Regions from separate parts of the Mus musculus genome. Here all the other regions are linked to region 4. The links are chromatin contacts, called in public promoter capture Hi-C maps. All regions are on one chromosome and are shown on one strand. The core of a region is the stretch at or near the end of the contact, and the rest is flanking DNA. Distances in the headings are between cores, read along the strand shown. Region 1 holds the start of Tab1 (TGF-beta activated kinase 1/MAP3K7 binding protein 1). Region 2 holds the start of Pycrl (pyrroline-5-carboxylate reductase-like). Region 3 holds the start of Rpl3 (ribosomal protein L3). Region 4 holds the start of Foxred2 (FAD-dependent oxidoreductase domain containing 2). Region 5 holds the start of Rps19bp1 (ribosomal protein S19 binding protein 1).

Region 1 (2,700 bases), core at 108-2,607, 2.2 Mb after region 4:
TCTCTTGCTCCATAAACCTACCTGAGCCTGCAAAAAAAAATCTGCAGGGATCTTTGACACACTTCTTCCCATCAGCACTGTCTTTTTATTGTTGTTGTTTTCTCGAGACAGGGTTTCTCTGTGTTGCCCTGGCTGTCCTGGAATTCACTCTGTAGACCAGGCTAGCCCCGAACTCAGAAATTCGCCTGCCTCTGACTCCTAAGTGCTGGGATTAAAGGCATGTGCCACCACACTGGCCCATCAGCACTGTCTTAGGCCATTTCCTGTTGCTTTAATAAAATGCTTGATACTGGGGGGCTGGAGAGATGGCTCATCGGCTAAGAGCACTGACTGCTCTTCCAGAAGTCCCGAGTTCAAATCCCAACAGCCACATGGTGCCTCACAACCGTTTCTAATGGGACCTATGGGATCTGGTGTGTGAAGACAGTTATAGTGTACTCATACATAAATACACAAATCTTTTAAAAAAATTGATACTGGATTATTTATTCATTTAATGAAACAGGGTGTCATATAGTAGTCCATGCTGGTATCAAACTTCTGGTCCTCCTGTCTCTTCTTGTTGTTGTTTTTGTTTTTTTTTTTCAAGACAGGGTTTCTCTGTATAGCCCTGGCTGTCCTGGAACTCACTCTGTAGACCAGAAATCCGCCTGCCTCTGCCTCCCAAGTGCTGGGATTAAAGGCGTGTGTCACCACGCTCGGCTCCTCCTGTCTCTTCTTAAGGGATGGGATTACAGGACTCAAATTTATAATCCCCCTGCCTCAGTCTCCTAAACTCTGGGATTACAGTTGTGACTCTCCAAATCGAGCTTCCGCACCGTGCTTCTAGAACAAACAGACTCTTCCTTTGGGCACTGGCCAGTCACGCCAAGTGGCCTGCAATTACATTGCCAGCTAACACTACACTCCCATGTTACCGTCCATAAATTTAACTTCTGAGAATTTACAACTACTCGGAATTGCAGTCTTCTCCAAATCTAACTTCAGCTAGTTTGGCATTGGGGTGGCCTCCATTATAAGATCAGGCAGTCAGTCACCCACTACTCTTGTAAACTGAATCATTCGTTCTCTCTTGCTCCCTCCTCGCTAAGCCGCTTTAAATAGGATCTCAGGATCTCCATCGGGGTGAAAAAAAAATCCGGGAGAAAGCACACCCATAAAGACCCCAGGAAACAAGAAAGTCGAAGAAAGTAGGCTGATGGGGTTGGGGGTGGGGTGGGGGCAAGAGCCGCGCTTGCTCAAGGCGCCTCTGCTGCGCCTCCTCCGCTCCGCCGGGGGCGCTGTGGATAAGCTCCGCGGCAGCCCGAGCCGCTCTAGCCCCTCATCCCGCCACTCCGAGAGCCTGGCGCGCCGCGGGGTCCTCCAAGATGGCGGCGCAGAGGAGGAGCCTGCTCCAGAGTGTGAGGAAACCGACCCGCTCTCCGGGCTGGGAGGGTTGGGAGCTCGGGTGTGTCCTCGGGTGCAGGAACTGTTGTCTTTAGATGGCAGAGCATGGCCCTCTCGCCCCAGAGGCCTTTGGGGGCTTGCAGCGCGCGAGACCCACAGCCGGCTGGCGCCGCGCCTGTTCTGCGCGTGCGCGTCGCAGGCTGGGGCCTCTAGGGGGTCAAGGGCGCCGGGGTCCTGCGGAGTGGGAGCGTCCTCGAGCCGGAAGGGGACGTGGCGCCGCCGAGCGGGCCATCCGGAGCGTGGACACGACTAATAATAAATAGCCCCCCGCTTGTGTAAGGCGTGCTGTATCTCTGGCATTGTGTGGACCGCCTCGCGTTTATAAGCTTCGCCAGCAGCACCGGAGAATAGTTAGCGACTAAAAGTTTTTACAGACGAGGAAACCGAGGTCAGGCAGCTGGTGAGCGGCAGAGGCAGAGGCAGGATTAAAATAGTCTGGTTCCAGAAACACCCCTAAGGTTTAGGCTCCTCAAGTGAGGGCGTAGGGTTTTACTTCTGCCTCCCAGTTCACCGGGTCCCGTTGAAGGTTGGCTCCAGGCACCCCGACCTGGTCATCTGGACCTCCACGGTTTGATGTAGTCTACCCGTCCCTGCATCTTTCTCACATATGTGCAGTTACACATGTATGTATGTTAGCTCAGAGTACTGTTTGGATCTGCCAGGACAGGGCGGGGATCCCTTGGCCTTCCTTACCGTGGCACTCTGTAGGAGTTGCCTCTGGATGTCTGCTTCCTTGAAGACCAGCGCCTCTTAGCATGTTGACTTCACCACCCTACCACCCTTGCATGCTAGGTGCTTGGTCAGTGTCTGTCACAGAATGAGGAAATTGGTCAGGAACTAGGTCTTGGCTTTTCAAGGGTGGGGGGAAGTAGCTTGCCTGGCCTAGAGGATCTGAAGCCAGAGGGAGACGTGGGGGAAGAGAGAGATGGCTTTCCCTTCACTATTGTGTGCCTGCTCGGGCCTTTTGTAAAACCCTGGGAGTAAAGAGGTCTGGCTCTCTGTTTTGTAAGGTCCCAGAGGGCAAGGCCCTTGTATAAATGTCCCCATTGTAGAAAGCGTCTGGGGAACACTGATATGATTGTGACCTTGAGAGAAAGAGGGGCTGGGAAAAAAATAGTGACTGATGCCGACTGAGTTGGCTTGCTAACAAGAGAAAGGTCGACTGGGTCAAGTATCTTCTGTCTCTTCCTTGTGATGGGACCCAAAGAACACCAGTTAGGGCAGAGTGTAGGCTTTTCCCAGCACACAGAGAAT
Region 2 (2,700 bases), core at 76-2,575, 2.0 Mb before region 4:
TAAGGCTTGTAGGAAGCCCTCCTCCCATGATCATGGGCCTCTGGACTTTGAAATACAACTGAAAGCAGAGAGCCAAAGGTCACCAACTTCCTCTACCCGCAATCTGTTCATAAAGTTTTCTAAATACTGTACAGCCGTGCTGGGCCAGTAAAACATCAGTTATATACACCAGCAGTCCTCAGCCCGGAAGAGTTTGCCTCTCTCCCCACCATACCCCTCAAGCTCCAGGTAGCAGACATTTGGAACTGGTGGAGAAACGTCAGTCTTCAAATTCAAGGTATTGTTGCCATAAAGAAATGACAAACCAGCGATAGCAGGCACTCTTCAGAGCACAGGGCCAATCCTCTTCCTCCCGAGTGTCCTCACAGCTGCCCACCTCTGAGAGTGGGGGCTGAGGAATGGGTAGCCTTTGGTTAAGCCAGAGGCTGAGGAGGAAGAGGCCAGGACGTCAGACATTTAACTTGGCATTAAGTCGGTTCAATCTAAGGCACGATTTGAGCCACATATGGAACTAGAAACTCGCAGCCACATTAAGGAGATAAAAAGTTAAAAGCGAGTCAGCGAGTGGCTCACACTTTTAATTCCAACACTCTGGGAGGCAGAAAAAGGTGGATCCCTGAGTTCAGGATCAGCCTGGTCTACCTGGGAGTTCCAGGCCAAATGAACCCTGTCTCGAAAAGAAAAGAAAAGAAAAGAAAAGAAAAGAAAAGAAAAGAAAAGAAAAGAAAAGAAAAGAAAAGAAAAGAAGAGAAGAGAAGAGAAGAGAAGAAGAGAAAAGAAAAGAAACAAGCAAACTCCACTACAAAGAAGTCACACGTGAAGTCAATCGTAATATTCTTTAATGCAATACATTTAAAGGAATATTCACCAATACAATCAATGTTAAATAAATGAACTGGTTTTTTTTGGTTTTTTTCCCCCACACCTCGCCTAACATGCCCACTCACCGGCCTGGGAAGGGACTGCGGACTCATCCAGCGATCCTGGAGGCCTTAATAGAGTCCTGATGTATGATTCTCACCCAGGAAACCAGCGAATTCACCCTACTGGCCCTTGGTGTACCACGTGCGCCCCTCCCGCCAAGGCTTACGAACTCCTCCCATTAGAACGAAAGCTCCCCCAGCCAGGCCTCGCCTCCCACCTGCTTGGATGAGGCCTCGGGCAATGGCCTCCGCCATGCGGCCTGCACCCACGAAGCCCACACGCCGAGGTTCAGACATTGTCGCCGCCATCCTGCTCTGAGCTGGCCTTCTCTCGTCCTTGCGGCAGCGGGTCCCGCCCACTAGAACTGCTTTGACCGACAGAAGCGACTGGGCGGGTTTGGGAGGACAGAGGGGCGGGGCGGGGCGGGGCGGGGCGGGCGCAGACACTTGGATTTTGACGCTTGAGGCGGGATTTCCCCCAAGCTTTGGTAAACCATTGGTCAGTGATTTTGCTGAGGGGAAAGAAGAGAAAGGAAGGGGAGCTAGTCCTAAGCAGGCTGTCTAATTCCTCCTGAGAAGCCTGAAGCTAGCTAGAGTCTCTCCAAAACCCTTACAGAGAGATTTAGAGGGGGAGAAAAACAAAAAAAACAAAAACCAAAAAACGCTTGAACCACTCCAGGATGGGCCTGGGGTGTAAGGTAGGTACTCCAAGCTCTTGCCTAGCTTGGGTGCCTTGGGTTCAGTCCTCGGAGTGGGTTCTGGTTCTCTACATTAAAAGCAGCACTAACCATCAGTCACTAATACACAGCACTTATTTTTTAATTTAAAAAAAACTTTTGAGTGCTTTAGTGTCTCACCAAAATAGTTATCTGTATTGAATTCCACATATAGTGACATTTAGTCACTTAGCTGGCTATATGTATAGTCATTTAGCTAAAGTGAGAGCAGAGGAAAGAAAAAGCAAGCAAATCAAGAAGCCCAAAACAGAAAAAAAGGCAGGTTTTCATGAGCAATCAGAAGCCTGGCTGTGGTGGCACACACCTTTGGTCTCAGTCCCAGGCAGGTGGAGCTCAAGTTTGAGGCCAGCCTGGTCTACAAAGCAAATTCCAGAACAGTCAAGGCCACAGAGAGAATCCCTGTCTAACTAACTAACTAACTAACTAACTAAATAAATAAATAAATAAAATGATCAGGATCCCAGCCTTCGTCTCATCCAAATTACCAATTCAAACAACCACCAGCATACAGGTGGTTTGTTGCTGTCTTGTTTTGAATGTGCATAATTAGGCAAACTAGAACACAGCACTTAGAAGGGCAGTGCATGCTGTCTTTGGACTGTGAGGTCCCACAGTAAAGATGGTCATCTCCTGCTTGCCACAATTGGGATGTGATGGCCAGTCCTTCCCTCTCTCTCACTGTGCGAGGTGAAGAGTTATAATTTCCTAATCTTTCCCCAGACCCCACCTGAAGCCTACAAGCACTAAGTCTGCCTGACATTAGATGGACACCTGTAAAACCAGGAGCTAAAAACTACAGCTAAATAAGGCTTTTCCTTCTTAGACATTAACTGTCTCAGGTAGCAACAGGGAACCTGCAGAATCCTCAATATGGAGACAAAAATCCATTCTATGGGGTGAGGGACATGAGTGTAAAGAACTTGTGTATTCTGGGCGGCACCCAGAAATGTTCAAGGCTGAGACTTGGCCTCAAGTCTGTCGGAAAGTGTATGCAGCTGTCTGGCCAGAGTGATCAAGGCACTCTGATTCTTAGGACAGGG
Region 3 (2,700 bases), core at 61-2,560, 2.1 Mb after region 4:
TACACTTGTTAAATGTGTCTACCTTTTCAGAGTACCTAGGGTTGATAACAGGCACTGGCATGGAAACAACCAACTACCCCAACAGGACTCTGCACAGGAATCTGTGTTAAATTTCGCTAGGCCAAAACACTTCTAGGCTCCCTTAGTGTGGGCACTACCACACTAAGTCAGGCTTTGTTCTAGACTTACCACAAAGCACCCCAGGATGAAGCTATTGTGCTCCTTTGGGAATTTACTGTAACTACAGGCAAAATTACACACAGCCCAAGTTGGACAAGGAAGTACTGTACATACTAGATCCTGGCCTGTCAACTTCCCGGACGATGTGGGTCATGCCAGCCTTGTAACCCAGAAAGGCTGTGAGGTGAACGGGCTTGGAAGCGTCATCCTTAGGGAAGCTCTTCACTTTCCCACGATGCCGGCTGCTGCGCTTGCGAGGCAGGAAGCCCAAGGACCCATGCCTGGGAGCTGAGAATTTCCTGTGAGACTGAGGTAAAGGGAGAGATCACAACATTGCTCTCAGTCTTCCAATCAAGCCCAAAGGAGGGTTCCACATTTAAAGGAATTGTATCAGAGGACAGACTGCAATAAGACTTCAGCTTAATGCTTTTAGTTTCCATGCCTTTCAAACACAAAACAGCTTAGTTATACTAAAACCTCGATGGGTGAACTTTCAAGAGTATCCCATGTGACTAAATGGCAACATGGCGTATCAAGATGGAGTCTAATGCAAGTCGGCCTCAAACACTCCCTCCTAAAGCCAAATCAGAACTTGACATTCAGCACAGAGTTTCTGTCCGCCCGTCAAAAGGTTCATCATTTGTGGCTTCTGAGAACTCTAGAGATGCACCTTCCACTCTTATAACATTCCAAAATGGAGACCCGACCCGATTTGCCAAATTTCTCCACTTAACCAATGCATTCCTAAAGACCTGGGCCATCCCTACCAGACTGACCACTACCCTCGAATTAAGCACAAAACAGCCCATTCCATAAGTCCCTTAGGATTACGCTGATATCAAATGGGTCGCACACAGGCCCAGGCCGGTCCCACACACATCCTCCGTAAGGCCGTTAAGGTCCCTGAATTTCCGGACGGTCGCGGCCCTCACATCGATCCCCTATTACATCCTTTCAGGATTGGCGAGCCAGGGATGGCGCCGATGGGAGGTGAATACAAGCCAGGCCCACAGGAGACCAAGTTAGAAGGCAGCATGGCCATACGTACCATCTCGCCGCCACACGCCGCAGATAGAGAGCGACCAGGAGCCAGTGCAGGCTATATAAAGCCAAGTGATGGCTCCGCCCCCTGAGCGTGCGAACGTGTTGACGCATAGGCGTCGGGTCGAAGGGCGCGCATCGAATGTCATTTTACACACATTTTTCCCGCCCACTAGGATTGACAAATAGGGTCTACGGAGAATGATTGGGTTCAAGCTTAGCGAAACGCCTCGTCGACGCTGAGGTTTAGAATGTAAAGAACTACGGCGTTCTGCAGCAGCCAAATTTCATGATAATGAAGAAAAATGGAGGCATTGTGCTTCCTCTCACTTCTAGAACGGAATCACACAGGGCTAGTCCCACACAGCAACGAAAACAACGGCGTTGAAGCAGGCTTAGTGTGAGACAACTGACTGCGTTGTTCTCGTGAGCTCTTAAGATAGACTGAATGAAACTGCTCTTTTACCTAACCAGTGATTTTGATGTGATCACCAACATTGCTCTCAGTCTTCCAATCAAGCCATGCCTTTAATGCGCCATGATTTCGGGCACATCTCCCTCAAGTCCTGTCTCTGCCAATTCAGTCTCCAGATGTCATGTCCCGTTCATATTTTGTTCTTAATTTCAGATTTACAAATGTGTGAGGTTCCCCCCCCCCCGTGTGTACGAATGTGCGCCACGGGCGTGCGTGACATTTTCAGAAGTCAAACCGGGCTGGAGAGATGGCTCAGCAGTTAAGAACACCAACTGCACTTCCAGAGGTCCTGAGTTAAATTCCCAGTGACCACATGGTGGCTCATAGCCACCTGTACTGGGATTCGATGCCCTCTTCTGATGTGTCTGGAGACAGCGACAGTGTACTCATATACATAAAATAAAAATAAATCTTTAAAAAAAAATAAGGGCTTGAGAGATAGCTCAATGGTTAAGAGCACTGACTGTTCTTCCAGATATTCTGAGTTCAATTCCCAGCAACGATATTGTGGCCTATAACCATCTGTAATGGGATCAGGTGACCTCTATACTCATATATACACTAAATAAATAAATCTAAAAAAAAAAAAAAAAAAAGTCAAAATAGTGTCAGATCCCCCTGGACCGTTGTTAATGCTGTGAACTAGACCTGGGTCCCGTGGGATGACAAGTTTTCTTAACTTCTGAACCATCTCTCCAGATCAAGATTCTTAATGAATTTATTTTTCGAACAGCAACATAGGTTTATTAAAATTTAAAAAATAATTTCTGAAAGTGGAGGAGCGCCACTTAAGAATATCTTAAATAAGCTCTTTTTAATTTTATATTTATGAGTGCTTTCCTCATTTATGCACGTGCACCACATATGTGCAGTACCGGGGAGATTTGAAGAGAGTATGGAACCCTCTGGAACTGGAGTTACAGATGGTTGTTGTGCTGGGAACCAAACCTTGGTCCTCTGCAAGAGCCCTTAATTCCTAAGACGTCCCTCCAGTCCCAAAAGAA
Region 4 (2,700 bases), core at 105-2,604:
GCAGTATTCAACACCACAGGACCATGGCGAAGGCAATAGAGCCTGGCAAATCCTGTACGATAAATTGCTAGATTTCCCCAAACATACTCAGCCACAGCTTTGTAAGGACGCACCTTAAAAAAGTTTTGCTTGGCACTGAACCCCATTGGGAGCAAGAAGTAGCCCCTTTCTCATTCTCTCCAATCTCGAGGCCAATTCGGCTGTGTCCTGAGGCTCCTTACCTGCACTGGTAAACCTGGCCCTTCTGGTCCGTCAGAATGAAGTAATGGCCGTTCCAGGCTTGTGGATCCTTGTCCAGGGTCACATGGGTGATGTTTGTGTTGTATAACACATGGAGCCCCAGGCGCCGCGCGAAGTCACCCAGGTAGCGCACCATGTCGCTGGCGTCGGGGAAGTAAGCCTGCGAGTAGTGTCTGAAGAGCAGGTGTGGGTCGTCGCTGAGCAGCGAGTTCCAGTCGTGGCGGAGGTTGAACTCGGCGTTGGCCTTGCCCGTGTGCCGCTTGTTGATGCTGATGAGCTTGCGGTGGCGCGGGTAGCGAGTGAAGAAGCTGCCAGGTGCGGACTCGCGTTCGAATACCTCGTAGTCCCTGCCGGCTCGATGCAGGAAGGCGGCCATCTGCAGGCCCGCAGGACCGGCGCCCAGGACGCAGTAGTCCCGGTGCGGACGGGAACACACTGCCAGGTGCAAGGCTAGGGCCACCAGCAGCCCCGAGGGACCCATCCTGCAGCACAGTAGAGGAGAGGCCTCGCACCTCGTGGCTGGCAGCTGGTGACAGCCGGCTTTCCCGAGGAACGAGAAACCAGGCGCTTGAGCCTCCCAGGGATCTGGAGCGGGGCTAGTACTGAACCCCGGGACCTAGGGGCTCATCTATCCCGTCTCCATCTCTTTCAGGTAGGATCAAGGGCCCACAGGAATTCTGAATCCCCAGCTCATCTCCATAGTCCACTTTCCTAGGGTGTCAGACTCCCTTATTGTCATGGTAATTTCCACCCCAAAGGAGAGGCAGTTTCCCCAATTTCCACTCATTTTGGATGTGCCCTGCATTTTGGGAGGAGGTCTTCCCAGGTGGACCCTTCAGAGGTTCTGGTTGGTCTACCCACCTTTCACCCTGGGGGTGGGGGTACGGGACCCTGAAGGAGGTGTGGCTTCTAAGGCCCCGCCCCAGCCCCCCGGATCACGTGAGGATGCCCCAGCACACCTGCCGCGGTCTCCGCTATCCCGCACTGCTTCTGGCGCGTGCGCGGTCCCCAGGCTGAGCTTCCGACCCGCACGCTGCCGCCACCGGTAGCCCAGCGATGCTCCCACGACAGGCTGCAGTGGAGGGAAGCTACGGCTGACTCGCGCCACAGCGGCCACGCCCCTCCCCACTCCGGGCCAATAGCAGGGGGCGGGTCACGTGTGCCACGCGCAGCACGCCGGGACTGGTGGGGCGGCCGGGGCGCGAGTGGCGCACACGTGCTGTGAGCGCTGTTTCTGAGGGTAGAGGTGCCTTGGGGAACAGCAGGTCCATGATGGGACGCCTGGCCCTTCCTTTTGATTTGTACTAATCCTTGTGCCAGAAGATGAGAGATTTTTGGAGAAAACCTTGCCATTTATATCCCTTTATTACTGTAGAAGACTGAACCTAATTGGCCAGTCAATTTTGTGGGACTGAGGAGAGGCCAAGACAGATGAACCAATTATTGTCTTAGAGTCTTGATCGTTCAGTTGTACGAAGGGTGGCCAAGGGAAGCGATTCCCAGCACTTTGTAACTGACTCGTCAATACAAAGTGACAAGGTTTGCATAAAACAAAGATAAAGCTAAGTGGGTTTTGAGACAGCATAGTGGCTCACTCTTGTATGTCCAGCAATCGTGAGACTGAGACAAGAGGACTGTGTGAAATCCTGCTTCAAACTCCCCAACCCAGAGGCTCAAACTGCAATTCTGTGTAGGAAGGAGGATTTGAATATTCAGGCTAGCTCCCTAGACCAAGTTACTCACCTGGCTAATTAGAATACTGTGTGCCTTTTGGAGGAAAGGATAGCGACCTTCACAAGGCGATGCAGAAGCTGAGGGTTCTTAGGAAAAACATCTGGGAAGGACTTTACCAGCTTTGCGTGACTGTAGCTGCTTCCCATTAAAAAGGAGCCTTGCTCCTGGAAGCCTAATCGGAACCCCGCCCACTTGCAGCTTCCCTCATTTGCCCTTAGAAATTTACGTTTATGATTTTCCTGGTGAAAGAAAGCACACCCGGAATGCTGGTGTTTTCTTTAGAGCCTGCACTAAAGAAATCCGCCCTGGGGGCAGACATAAACTTTAGTTTATTGTCATTGTGGAGACCTCAGCCCACAGGTTTAGTTTGGAGCTATCCTGGGTAGACAAGGTATCTCACCGAAAATAAAGCCGAGCATTTCATAGATACTGTGGAGAGGATGGGCAGGCACCAAAAGGAACTAGAAAGTTGGTCTGCCTTTGGTGATGGAAATGGAATGATCAGGAGCCCCACGCCTGGCTAAGGTGCAGGATTCCCAGCCATTGATCTACAGCCCACAGCGCAGGGCTACAGGAGCTTCTTGTAGGTGGATTGGACCAAGGGATCTGGATTCTGGGCCACTCCTGAAGCCCAAGACATTTGTCACACTATTTTATGTTGTTTGCACTCTACATTAAAATCTCAGTCAGGGCTGCTCCAAGTCTGAGATTCTCAGAAACGCCAAG
Region 5 (2,700 bases), core at 105-2,604, 2.3 Mb after region 4:
AGTTAGTTTAGAAGGGTAAACTGTTGACTGAGTGCTTCATTTCATAAATGTGTGTGTGTTGCGTGCCTTAGTGTATGTATGTGCACCCCAAGTGAGCGTCTGTGGAATCAGAAGAGGGTATCTAATCCCCAGACCTGGAGTTACAGTGGGCTGTGAGCAGCTTTGTGGGCTTCTGGGGGGCTCCAGGTCCTCTGGAAGAGCAAGCAGCAAGTGCTCTTAACCAGTGAGCCAGCCCTCTATCCCTGATGGGTCCTCCATCTTGCCTCTTGCTCATCTTACCCGTTAGCCTTCTTCCAAATTCTCAAGCCTTTCTGGCTAAAACCTTCTCAGATGCCTTAACGTTGCTTCCACCTTGGCTTGTTAGTTTGATTCTTCCTCGGAGCACTGCAGAGCCTTTCACCTCACAAGCCTCACTCACTTGGCAAAACCCTGCTTGTTAGTTTTGAGACTCTCTGATGGCTGGTCTACAGAGTAAGCGTGTGGCGCACGCCTTTAATCCTAGCACTTGGGAGGCAGAGGCAGGTAGATTTCTGAGTTCGAGGCCAGCCTGGTCTACAGAGTAAGTTCCAGGACAGCCAGGGCTATACTGAGAAACTCTGTATCAAAAAGCCAAATAAATAAATAAATAAATAATTAAGAGAGACTCTCTGATGTTTCTCTCCCCACCACGGCTAGAGCTCACAAGCGCCTGGGTCTTGCGTTTCATCTGCCTTCACGATTAGGTCTTGCCCTGAACTCACCACGGAAAGACACAGAACTTCTGATTCTCCTGCCTCCACCTCTCAAGTGCAGGGATGACAGATGTGTGTCACCACTCCCAGGCTTTTCCCTCTTTCTCTCATCCTGTTAACTGCCACATAGCAGACAGCGGCAGACCTGGGAATTAGATTGCTTGGGTTCGAAACCTGTCCCCCACGATTTGAACATTCATTTTGCCTTTTCCTTGTGGAGTCTCGGGGAACGTTTGGAACTCCCGACTCGAAGGCGCTGCCCCCAATTCTAAGAAGCGCTCACAGTCTTTCTCAACTCACCTAGAGCGGACTTAGGCGCCTTTCCCTTCGCTGAGTTCCGCAGTTTCAGAGCCTGGGAGGCCTTGGCCCGCGCCCTCCGGGTCCGCTTCGCCGGAGTCCCGCTAGCCTGGACCTGGCCCGGGACCGCACGGGGAGCTACGGGGAAAGGCAGCGAAGGACCGAGTTGAAGGGCGCGCTCTCCCTCCCCACCCGCCCGGCTGGCTCTCCTACACAGCGCGACTGTCGCAGGACCTGCTCTCCTCACCCTCGGACGCCGCCAGAAGCTCCAAACCGCGCCGCACTAACGCCGCCGACATGTTTCCGAGCCCCGCCCACACGCGGCGAGCTACTTCCGCCCTGGCGGTGTTCGCTCCTCGGCAGAAACTGGAGCAGGAGCTCAGGGTTCCGCAGCGAGCGGAAGTGCTGCCTTAGAACGCAGGCTCAATGGCTTTCCTATAGCCCCGGAGGAGCGGGGAGCTAGGGGCGTGTCCAAAGCGCAGAAGCCACAGTTGTTCAATTTCTAAGCAACAGGTCTCTGGTGATCCAGGCTGTGTGGGCGGGCAGACTCGACTTCTAGCCTTACTGGTCAATTCTGTCCAGGGGCCAAGTGTGGAATAGACTGAGTTCCTGCAAAAGAAGTGATTCTTTCTACTTTCTTTTTAGACAAGGATACATCTAGCCTAGGCTGTCCTTGAACTCGATTGTAGCTGAGGATGACTTTGAACTCCTGATCCTTCTCTCTCTGCCGCCCAAGGGCCGGATTTACAGACCTAAGCCACTTTGCCGGGCTTAGACAGTTTTCATGACCTTCAAAGCATTACACCGGTCCCGTGCACTGTGAGAATCTGTGTGAGAATCAGTAAAGCCAAGGAGGTTAGGTGTCGTACTTTGTAGTCCCAATACTTGGGAGATTGAACAGAGATTGTTGCTCTGAGTTCCAGGCTAACTTGGGCTACATAGCAAGACTCTGTCTCAAACAAACAAACAAACAAACAAACAAACAAACCAAACCAAAACTAACAAAAGGAAAAAACCAAACAAAAGACCAAAAAAAAAAAAAAACCCCAACAAAGAAATAGATTTGCAAACATGCAAAATAAAGTGCTTTGTTTTGAAAAATACAGCTATTTGCTGCAAAATACTGTTTATGTTATTAAGCAATGAGTTGGTTGTCAGGCGAAACAGTAAATACTGCTGGGCACAGTGATACCAGAACACTTAGAATACCAGCACCTGGGAAGCCGAGGCAGGAGAGTGGCAAGTTTCAGGTCAGTTTATATCACATAGCTACACTCCAAATTCTAGACCAGTCTGGGTTACAGATTAATAAGAAGAGCTAGGATGTATTAATAGCTTGGCGGTAGAATGCTTGGATTTAATCCCTAGTATTGAAAAAAAAAAGGTCAGTTTTTAGTCTGATAGATCAATAAATATTACAATCAATATTACACATAGATGTAAATATTCTATCGATAAATATTACACATAAATGTTCTCTGGTTACATGAGTTCCCCCCCCCCCCTCTCAAGACAGGGTTTCTCTGTGCAGCCCTGACTGTCCTGGAACTCACTCTGTAGACCAGGCTGGCTTTGAACTCAGAAATCAGCCTGCCTCTGCCTCCCAAGTGCTGGGATTAAAAGCGTGTGCCACCACCACCTGGCTTCGTTTTTGTTTTTAATTTAAGTATAC

What was found. Promoter capture Hi-C pulls out the DNA fragments that hold promoters and counts their contacts. Capture Hi-C pulls out chosen DNA fragments and counts their contacts.
Region 1: a contact with region 4 is called in a promoter capture Hi-C map of liver, with 6 times the contacts expected there. The contact joins the promoter of Tab1 here to the promoter of Foxred2 in region 4. A contact is called at or near these places in 2 of 39 promoter capture datasets (both in liver).
Region 2: a promoter capture Hi-C map of liver shows a contact between it and region 4, with 2.4 times the contacts expected there. The contact joins the promoter of Pycrl here to the promoter of Foxred2 in region 4. A contact is called at or near these places in 1 of 39 promoter capture datasets (the C10 cell line) and 1 of 9 other capture datasets (liver).
Region 3: a contact with region 4 is called in a promoter capture Hi-C map of liver, with 7 times the contacts expected there. The contact joins the promoter of Rpl3 here to the promoter of Foxred2 in region 4. A contact is called at or near these places in 3 of 39 promoter capture datasets (erythroid cells and liver).
Region 5: a contact with region 4 is called in a promoter capture Hi-C map of liver, with 9 times the contacts expected there. The contact joins the promoter of Rps19bp1 here to the promoter of Foxred2 in region 4. A contact is called at or near these places in 2 of 39 promoter capture datasets (both in liver).

Annotation. Positions count from the first base shown.
Region 1 is chr15:80,131,789-80,134,488 of GRCm38.p6, forward strand. Tab1 (TGF-beta activated kinase 1/MAP3K7 binding protein 1) reads left to right here and starts at 1,358. Exons shown (of 11, transcript NM_025609.3): 1 at 1,358-1,400. The coding sequence starts at 1,368. The region is part of intron 1 of Gm31253 (a long non-coding RNA gene); the gene reads right to left.
Region 2 is chr15:75,920,235-75,922,934 of GRCm38.p6, forward strand. It overlaps Pycrl (pyrroline-5-carboxylate reductase-like), which reads right to left and starts at 1,326. Exons shown (of 6, transcript NM_025412.2): 1 at 1,142-1,326. The coding sequence starts at 1,232.
Region 3 is chr15:80,082,096-80,084,795 of GRCm38.p6, forward strand. Rpl3 (ribosomal protein L3) reads right to left here and starts at 1,311. Exons shown (of 10, transcript NM_013762.2): 1 at 1,229-1,311; 2 at 295-487. The coding sequence starts at 1,231. It overlaps Snord43 (small nucleolar RNA, C/D box 43), which reads right to left and starts at 811; the gene lies at 764-811.
Region 4 is chr15:77,955,368-77,958,067 of GRCm38.p6, forward strand. Foxred2 (FAD-dependent oxidoreductase domain containing 2) reads right to left here and starts at 1,355. Exons shown (of 9, transcript NM_001017983.2): 1 at 1,200-1,355; 2 at 222-722. The coding sequence starts at 721.
Region 5 is chr15:80,262,952-80,265,651 of GRCm38.p6, forward strand. It overlaps Rps19bp1 (ribosomal protein S19 binding protein 1), which reads right to left and starts at 1,355. Exons shown (of 4, transcript NM_175109.3): 1 at 1,276-1,355; 2 at 1,032-1,166. The coding sequence starts at 1,327.